Linked DNA regions of Gossypium arboreum: region 2 is linked to region 1. A link is a contact called in public Hi-C data. All regions are on one chromosome and are shown on one strand. The core of a region is the stretch at or near the end of the contact, and the rest is flanking DNA. Distances in the headings are between cores, read along the strand shown. Region 1 holds the start of LOC108482932 (protein PIN-LIKES 7-like). Region 2 has its middle 22 kb from the start of LOC108479297.

Region 1 (4,545 bases), core at 672-3,171:
AGGTGTTTTTATCAAATCTTTTACAAATTATTATGCTTTTATCTAGTTGTTGAGGAATTAAGGGTTTTTTTAATTTAATTGACTCAATAAAATTAATTATTTACAAAAATGACACAAGTCAAAACTTATGTATATAAATGACTCGTTTTCCACAGTGACCGCCAATGCCACTTGACATACCGGTGACATCGCTCCCTTATCATTAGCCAATCATCAATTTTTTAAAAAAATATTTTTTTGTGCTCTATAATTTAATATTTTATGGAAAATCTCTTTTTTGCATATTTGTTATTCTCTTTCCTTTGCCATACTTGATTCTTATTTTCCATAAAATATTCAATTCCATTTTATATCCTTATTTTACATATATGTTATTCTTTTCCTTTCATATATTTGACTTTCCTCTTTCGTCTATTTTATCTTCTCCCATATATATTTATTTCTCATTCTCATCTCATCTAATATTATTATTTTTAAACATTATTTCACTCACTGATGGTGACACTAACAAGCCAAAAGACAAAACCACCTATAAAGTAGACATCGATCACATATTTTCCCTTTATTTTTTGGTTTTTTTCTATTTCAACTGTTTCTTCTTAAGTATTAAAATATATATTTTTATTTTTTCTCCTTAAATACCCATTAATAGGTATTTTAAAAATATATACAGGTGTTGCACGATACAATAATAACAATCAAAAAACATTTTAAAAAATTGATAATTAACTAATGATAAAGAAATGATGCTATCGATATATCAAGCGACATTAATAATCATTATGAAAAATAGATTATTTACATAAATAAATTTTTACTTGAATCATTTTCATAAATAATTAATTCTTTAACATTAGTAGAAGAAAAAGCCGGAATTAGGAGTAATTAAAGCAATTAATTGACACTCAACAAATAGCGCGCATCCATCGTTAAGAAATTGAATAGATAACAGCAAGCGACCATTTTTCATTTATGCCTTCGATGTTTGACAGTTGGCTTAAAAAGCGTCCTTTTCGCTAATTTTATTTTTTAGGTAAATTGTACAATTAGTCTCTAAATTATGTTTAAATTTTTATTTTGATGATTTAATTAAAAAAGTTACAATTTGATCATTGAATTATTCGAAAGTTTTCATTTAAGTCATTAAATTATTTAAAAGTTTTAATTTAAGTCATTGGGCTATTAATTTAAAGAAAAAAAGCTTCACCAACAAGCTTCAAACAATAATTTGATGATCAGTACGGTGGATCAGTACCCATCGATGAATAGAAGAACGTATTTTAGATCCAAGTTGATCTATTGGTCAGCGTCAGAGATCGAGGAAAAAAGCTATTTGAATTTTGGTTTATAAATTCATGATGTCCAAAGTTGTTTCATGAAAGAAAAATAGAACTATAGAAGAAGAGAGAAAATTTCGATTGGTGTAAGTAGTATAAACAGAGAAAATCATATAGCATCAATTGAAAAACCTAGTGAATTAAATAAAATTTTTTGAATATTTCAGTGATTAAATTGTACATTTTTTAGTTTAGTGACCAATAGTGTTATTTACCCTATTTTGTGGGTACTATCCTTTTGGTTGACTTTACAATAAGATGCGGTATGGTGCTTGCTCAACTCACACTTTAACCATGTGATCGAGGATTCGATCTCGCTCATGAGGATAGAGCACATTTTATGGTCAAACGTTTATCTCTTTGAAAAGCATCTACGACAAGAAAATAATTACTATTACATATAGTTGATATTCTGATTTTGAAAAAAAATAATGTAAAAGAAAAATTAAGGACATTGTTTGTCCATGATTATGTAATCTTATCCTAACTATCATTGATCTTCACGCTGTTTCCAGTTGCTATCATTTTTTTATTATTGGTCCTGACCATCCAGCATTAATAGGACCTACCAATATGGTAGAATATTATAAGATACTTACCTTGAACCATAGCTTTTATCCTTTCTCCAGGCCATTTTTGCTTTTTCATCTCCTTCCTCTACAATCTTGTTAGATTGACATAACAATCCGCCTCCAAGCTTACCTTCATCTTGTTGTAAGAATTAAAAGCATCCAAACCTATTTAGCAATCCCATAGCAACGACACAATTACACAAAGGGAAAAGGGTAAGGAGGGCAGGCAGCTAAATTACAATCAGTTGTGACCTTCACCGATCTTTCCTCCACATTGGTTCATATGTCTTTTACTTAACTCCAATTTCCTTCTCTATTACCCTACACCAACAAATCAAATCAAAATACCTTTCTTTCATTTATCTCCCCAACTTAATTTTTTGTTTTCCTTTTTTAACGTCATTGTAACCGTACATCTCCGCTTAATGTTATCTCGCACCCATTGCATTGCATTGCACTGTATCTATCTGTATGTGCCCTCCCTTCCTTTTCCTCCTCTTCTGTTGTTTTAGCCTCACATATATTCATTTGTGCAAACCTGCAGCTACACAAACCATACTCATCATCATTGAAAGAGGGCTGCTGCACTGCACCAAATACATTTTCTGTCTCACTCACTCTCATCTATCATATATAAACAAATTAAAAACATGGGTTTCTGGACATTGTTCGAGGTTGCTTCCATGCCTATCTTGCAAGTACTTATAATCAGTTTGTTAGGCGCTTTCCTGGCGACTGATTACTGCAAGCTTTTCCCAGAAGACACTCGCAGATCCTTGAATAAGGTACTAATTACTTGACTATTTTCATGAATAATCGTTTCTATAGGCGATTAAAGGCAGCATAAGTAGGCTTTTTTCATGCTAATTAGTTAACTTGACTGTAATATCATCATAATATCTTCTTCAGTTCTTAGATTTGTTTATGTTATGTGATTAAACGCAGCTTGTGTTCGTTGTGTTTACCCCCTCGCTCATGTTTGCAAGTCTGGCCAAGACCGTCACGCTCCAAGACATTATTTCATGGTAGGATACTTACATACATGCATATAGACTTTGATGGCTTGGTTTCAATGTGTTTGATCATCAATCAACTCACAGGTGGTTTATGCCTGTAAACATGGGAATCACCTTTCTAGTGGGAGGAATAGTGGGATGGTTTGTGGTTAAGATACTGAGACCAAAGCCCCATCTGGAAGGTCTTATTATTGCGACATGTTCAGCTGGTATGGTCGAAACTTGAAAGAACTTTCAAGGCCCCCTTTTTCCCTACATGTGACTAAGTTGTAGTTGAAATTATTTCTAGGGAACGTGGGAAATCTTCTCCTTATACTTGTCCCTGCAGTCTGCAATGAAGATAGAAGCCCATTTGGAAACCGTGATGTTTGCAACTCAGTTGGACTCTCCTATGCATCTTTCTCCATGGCGGTAATTACACGTGGTTATTTCAAGCCTACAGAAGGACTGATTAATCATATTCACATGTGCTTTAATTTGGGTAATTAATGCAGCTTGGTGGTTTCTACATATGGACAATCAGTTACCAAATGATAAAATCTTCAGCAGTGAAATCCAAAGCACTTGAAGCAGCTGAGGAATTCGTTTCAAAAGTAGAAGCCAACAACAACTTGGATGCCACCGCCCAATCTCAGCTTCTGAAAGAAAGAAACGAGGAAGGTGCTATAACAACAGTGGCAACAAAGGAAGTTGAAGATCCAGAGCAACATGCAGTGGGTAGCCTTGCCTTTTTATACAAATAATTAAGATATAAAGTAGAAAGTAGAGAGGATATAATTAAAAAGTGGTGGCACTACTCTTAATTCATTAACTCTCTCTAGTCTTGGCCTTACAAATGATTGTTGTTGCAGATTGTATCACAAGAAAGTAGACCAAAGCAAGAAGGGAAGGGATTGTTGTGGGTTAACGTGGTGGCCTTTCTTCGTCAGATCTTAAAAGAGCTGATGGCGCCGCCGACACTTGGTGCAGTAAGTTTTTATATTGATTTGCCAAAAACCATCACACAACTTAGTAATTAGTAGGAGGTGGGCATATCTAATAAATAGTTTATGTTTTTGAGGGATAAAGTAGTGATTTACATATATTATGTATGAGTAACAGATTGCGGGATTCGTTTTTGGAGCGACGGTGTGGTTGAGAAAGCTTATAATAGGCGAGGGGGCTCCATTACGAGTGATGCAAGACTCAATAAAACTGCTAGGGTACGCCCTCTTCTCTCTTAATAAAATGTGCATAAGAAAGGGTAATTAAGAAAACAAAAAATGTGCATTGCAGAGATGCAACAATCCCTTGTATCACCCTCATAATAGGAGGCAACTTGATAGGAGGATTAAGATCGTCCAAAATAAAACCATTGGTAATCGTAGGAGTAGTGTGTGCTCGATACGTTGTACAGCCGGTTATTGGTATTTGGGTTGTTAAAGCTGCTGCCAAGCTTGGGCTCCTACCCTCCGACCCTTTGTTCAGCTACGTCTTGATGCTTCAGTTTACTGTCCCACCTGCCTCCAATATTGGTCAGCAACCTAAGCCCTTATTTGCATTTGCAGATGATGATATGTTAATAAGACAAATTATATATTGCAGGTACCATGACCCAGTTGTTTGATGTGGGTCAAGAGG
Region 2 (4,545 bases), core at 980-3,479, 120 kb before region 1:
AATTTTATTGCAAAGTTTCTTTTAAGTGAGATTCCAAGTGAAATCTAACTCTTATTTATATAAAAAAAACCTATATTTATTCATAGAGACATCTATCCAAATAGATAGCCACATTTCTCAGTATATCTAAGTAGGCATCTAACACACATCTTAATTAATAAGCAAAAAATTAGAAATTTAATAACTATAGACAAAACTCATCATTTATAACTTTTCAAAACACTACCTCCAAACAATATGCATGCAATAAAGAGACATTGAGTAAGTCAAAATGTAATATGCGCTGCACAATGCTCATGAAATAAATATAAATGACTATGACGTTGATTCAAGTATATATGTCAGATGCAAAATTAGGTTGTGTGAATTACATATTTTGCAATTTTAAGGCCAATCATTGGAATCAAAATCTTGCTATATATGCACCAAGCCTCGGCATCTGTTACATACGTTTACTTTCAACGGTTTAAGTTCAAAAAAACTTTCTCTAAATATATTGGATAATTTTAAGAATGGAATTTTTTAAAAAAATTACAAAAATAGGTCAAATTTTTAAAATTTATGAGAATGAGCTAACTTTCTAACTAGAAGTGATTTGCATATCACCTGTAAAATGCTTCCAGTTGAATGCAATTACAATATATTGACAAAAAAACACTTTCAGTTGGAAGCATTTTTTGTCTCAACACTAAAAGTGGCAGCATCTATATTTTTTTTATTTTTTACTACCACCTATTAATATGAAAATAAAACTTACAAAATTGGCTTTTATATAAACTCAAAGTCTCATTTCCATTGTTTTTTTAAGCAATGTAAGATATGAGATATGTGTATATATAGACTAATAAATAGGTTTGCAATTTGTTCTTAGACAATGTAGGATTGTTTCCTTGAATTGTGATATATAGACAATGTGTATATATAGACTCATGAATAGGTTTGATTATAAAATTAAATTTAAGATACTTGTTCAATACAAATTGTGATTTTTTAAGAGATATGGATTATGAAATTTAAGTTGTCAATATGTGAATTGATTTTTCTTAAAATATATTCTTTAAAATCATAACTCTTTTAAAGTAAATTATAAACCTTCAAATTAAAGTATAGCCTAACTATTTTAAATATACATTTAGAAAAAATTTAAAATTATTTTTGAGTATAGCAAATATAGATTTTAACTAGTATGCAATGCGGAAATTAATAATTTTAAATACTCATTTTAAAAATAAAATATATATTTTTAACTTTGTATTCGCACTCTTCATATAAATCAATCACTTTAAATACAATAGTTAAACATTAAAACAAACATCGAGATTATTATTAATCATATAAATACAATCACTTTACGATTTTTAAGGAATATATTTGAAGAAAAATCAATTCACATATTGACAACTTAAATTTCAAAATCTATACGCCTTCAAAAAATCACAATTTGTATTGAACAATTATCTTAAATTTAATTTTATAATTAAACCTACTCATGAGTCTATAGATACACATTATCTATATATCACATTTTAAGGAAGCAATTCTACATTGCATAGGAATAAGTTACAAACTTATTTATGAGTCTATATATACTGATATCTCATATTCCACATTGCTTAAGAAAATAAGAGAAATGAAACTTTTAATCTATATAAAGATCTGTTTTGTAAACTTTATTTTCACAATAATAAATGGCATCAAAAAAATATATATTGATATTGTCATTTTTAATACTGATGTGACAAAAAATATTTTACGGTCTGTAAATTTAAAAAAGAAGACGACATTTTTTGGTATGTTAATAGTTTTTAGCGTTAATGATGAAGTCCCTAATAGCCACATCACCTTGGCAGCATTAATAATTCCCAATAGCACGTTTTCTTTTCCAATTGAAAAGGCACGGGTACTACTATTCTTGTTTTGTTTTAAAAAGAGGTACTAAAATAGTTGAGTGCAGGGGATGGACCACACACAACGAAATATCATCAGAGACACACCCACCCAGCCGGGGCAAAAGAAAGCGAAGTTGGCATTAGGCAAATAATTAGTAAGCGGCACTTTTACCATTACCTTTGGCTTAAAAAAAAAAAACAAGAAATTAAGGATTTGTTTTGGTAAATTTTTAGATATTTTAGTAAAGTTTTAGAAATAATTTGGTTAAAGGTTTTCTTAATTTTTTTAAAAAGTAAAGTTGACCCTAAAATTTCTGGGCATATAAGAATTTGTTTGATTCCTTCGTAAAAGAGTTGACTGATCCATCTTTTTCGAGAGGAAGATATCAATAATTGATTATTGAATCCTCTCCTGTGTATGGAGGATTAGGTTGCATTGACGGTTTTTTTTTTTTTTTGTGTGTGTGTTTTAAATTGTAGAACAAGGACCAGGTTTAGAGCCATCTATATAACCTTTGCAGTTAGTATCATAGACATAGGGAAGTGAATTGAGATTTCAATAGAGTATTTTGAACTCTTATTTCAAATTTTGGTTTATCTCTAATAGAACCCATTTTGTCACCACATCCCTGCTATATAAGACTTACAAATTAATCATGCTGAGTTTTATCTATATTTCTTTTTGAAACTAAGATATTCATCATCTATAGTATTGATCAATTCTCTCGTTACATGTATTTTTTTTAAAGAGAAACAATTAACTATAAAACCCAAACACATAATTAAAGAACTACCTCATTAATAGTTTTACCTATTTATTTATTACTAGTATTATGCAATGAAGGACCGTTAATACCATATATTCATGGCTAAATATATCAAGCAAAAAGGGAGTAAAAGAAAACCAGCTAGGCCCGGCAATATGATCAGCGCAGTCTATTCAAAATCAATTTATTTTGTTTTTGTACTTTTTTTAAAAGAAATTTGATAAATATTCACTATCAAAATATAAATTTATGCACACATTATTTATATTTAATATATTGTTACTAAAAATGAATTATGCAGAAACGAAACTAAACTCTCTTTATAATACCTTATTTAAAATTTTATTTATATCTATAATAACATTTGGATGTTATAAAAAGATTATGTTATACCTCGATTTTTTACCTTATAATAAATAAAACTATTTTTAAATTAAAATTTTCAACTATATTTGTATTTTATTAATAAATTAAATCAAGCTACTTAATTGTTAATGTAAAAAAATTAATGATAATTTGTTCGGTAGATTTCATTCTCTTGGTGTTGATGAAGAATTCGATCCATATCTTCACTAAGAGACTTCAGAGGTGAATTGAAGGGGGCTGGCAGGGCCCCAACCCCCTAAAATAAAAAATTACTATTTAAGCCACTTAAAAATTTAAATTTTAAATTAGTAAAGGTAAAATTACACTTTGTCCCCTAAATTATAAAAATTTGAATTAATCCTTTAAAAATTATAAAGATATAGGCTATTAAAAATTAAAATTTCATTCGAGCGTCCTAAAGAAATTTTTTGTCTTTACCCCTGATAGGCCTCAATAACTTTTCCTTATAGGCTATACATGATTAATTTTATTGAACTACCTATAACATTTTATTGAAATACCTATAAAATTTTATTGATAATTAATATCATTTATTAAAATACCTATAATAATTTTGGTTGTTATAAATTGTATTTCTAAAGAAAATCGAAGAATACATATATTATCTCCAAATACTTATAAAGTATATTTATTTCATTTTAAATCTAAAATATATTTAAAATTATAAAAATAATTTGAATATTGCCCAATAATGGAAGCTTGGGTATGAATTTAAATATTGGGTGGGGTGTTTTTGATGATGGATTGAGATGCGCCCAAGTGGGTGCCATTGACAGAAGGAAAACTATAGTTATGGAAAGAGTGGAAATTTTGGCTAATTTAAATAAGAAGAAACATGTAGTGGTTCGTATTTTGGAGAAAGAAAAAATGGGAGTTAATACTAACAAAGAGAATGGGATTTTTTATGTTTGGTAAAACGAGCTCTCCCGTAACGCAACAGTTGATTGCTAACACTACTCACTATAAACAATGAGGGAAACCACTCGATAAGACTCTTGGGATCCAGGAGCAGCAATCGATTGATTTCCAATTAGCAATGGAAGGGTTGGTTTATGATCTCGAAAGGAATCCAGACAAAGATGTTATGGTGTCGGATCCTCAAGTTGTTGAGAAAGGTATGATTGTGGATCGCATTGATGGTGTTGAGGTTTATTGTCAGAATTTATTGTAATCTTATTTGGGTTTGGCTTATAAATTTTCTTATTTTTATTAACAATGAAATAATTTGTTGGAATTGCCAAGGAGTGGGACATCCTCGTTTTTACAGTTTTGTTAAAGAATACAAGAAGGAGTTTTTGCCAAATTTGTTTTGTTTGCTTGAAACCTGGGTTAGAGAAGTTAAGGTCGATGGTATTATTGTGAAAATTGGATATCCGAATTCTTTTAGGATGGAAGCAAATGGTTTTGTTGGGGGAATTTGGTTGTGTTGGAATGAGGATGTAATAGTGGATATCTTGAATATACATTCTCAAATGGTTCAGGTTAAAATCTATAGAACGATA

What was found. Hi-C and Micro-C count contacts between places; a contact is called where the count stands out from the background.
Region 2: a contact with region 1 is called in a Hi-C map of leaf, with 1.8 times the contacts expected there. The contact joins the enhancer-like site here to the promoter of LOC108482932 in region 1. A contact is called at or near these places in 2 of 5 Hi-C or Micro-C datasets (both in leaf).

The regions. Positions count from the first base shown.
Region 1 is chr7:34,451,602-34,456,146 of ASM2569848v2, reverse strand. It overlaps LOC108482932 (protein PIN-LIKES 7-like), which reads left to right and starts at 1,921. Exons shown (of 10, transcript XM_017786060.2): 1 at 1,921-2,122; 2 at 2,454-2,694; 3 at 2,855-2,934; 4 at 3,010-3,134; 5 at 3,215-3,336; 6 at 3,420-3,638; 7 at 3,777-3,893; 8 at 4,027-4,127; 9 at 4,201-4,439; 10 at 4,510-4,545. The coding sequence starts at 2,560.
Region 2 is chr7:34,570,850-34,575,394 of ASM2569848v2, reverse strand. No RefSeq gene overlaps it. Among protein-coding and RNA genes, the nearest start is that of LOC108479297, 22 kb to the left of the region's middle. Within about 2 kb of position 2,229, at least 2 of the 2 cell types and tissues checked have an H3K27ac peak or open chromatin away from gene starts, as enhancers often do. A contact at or near this core is called in leaf, where this site is marked.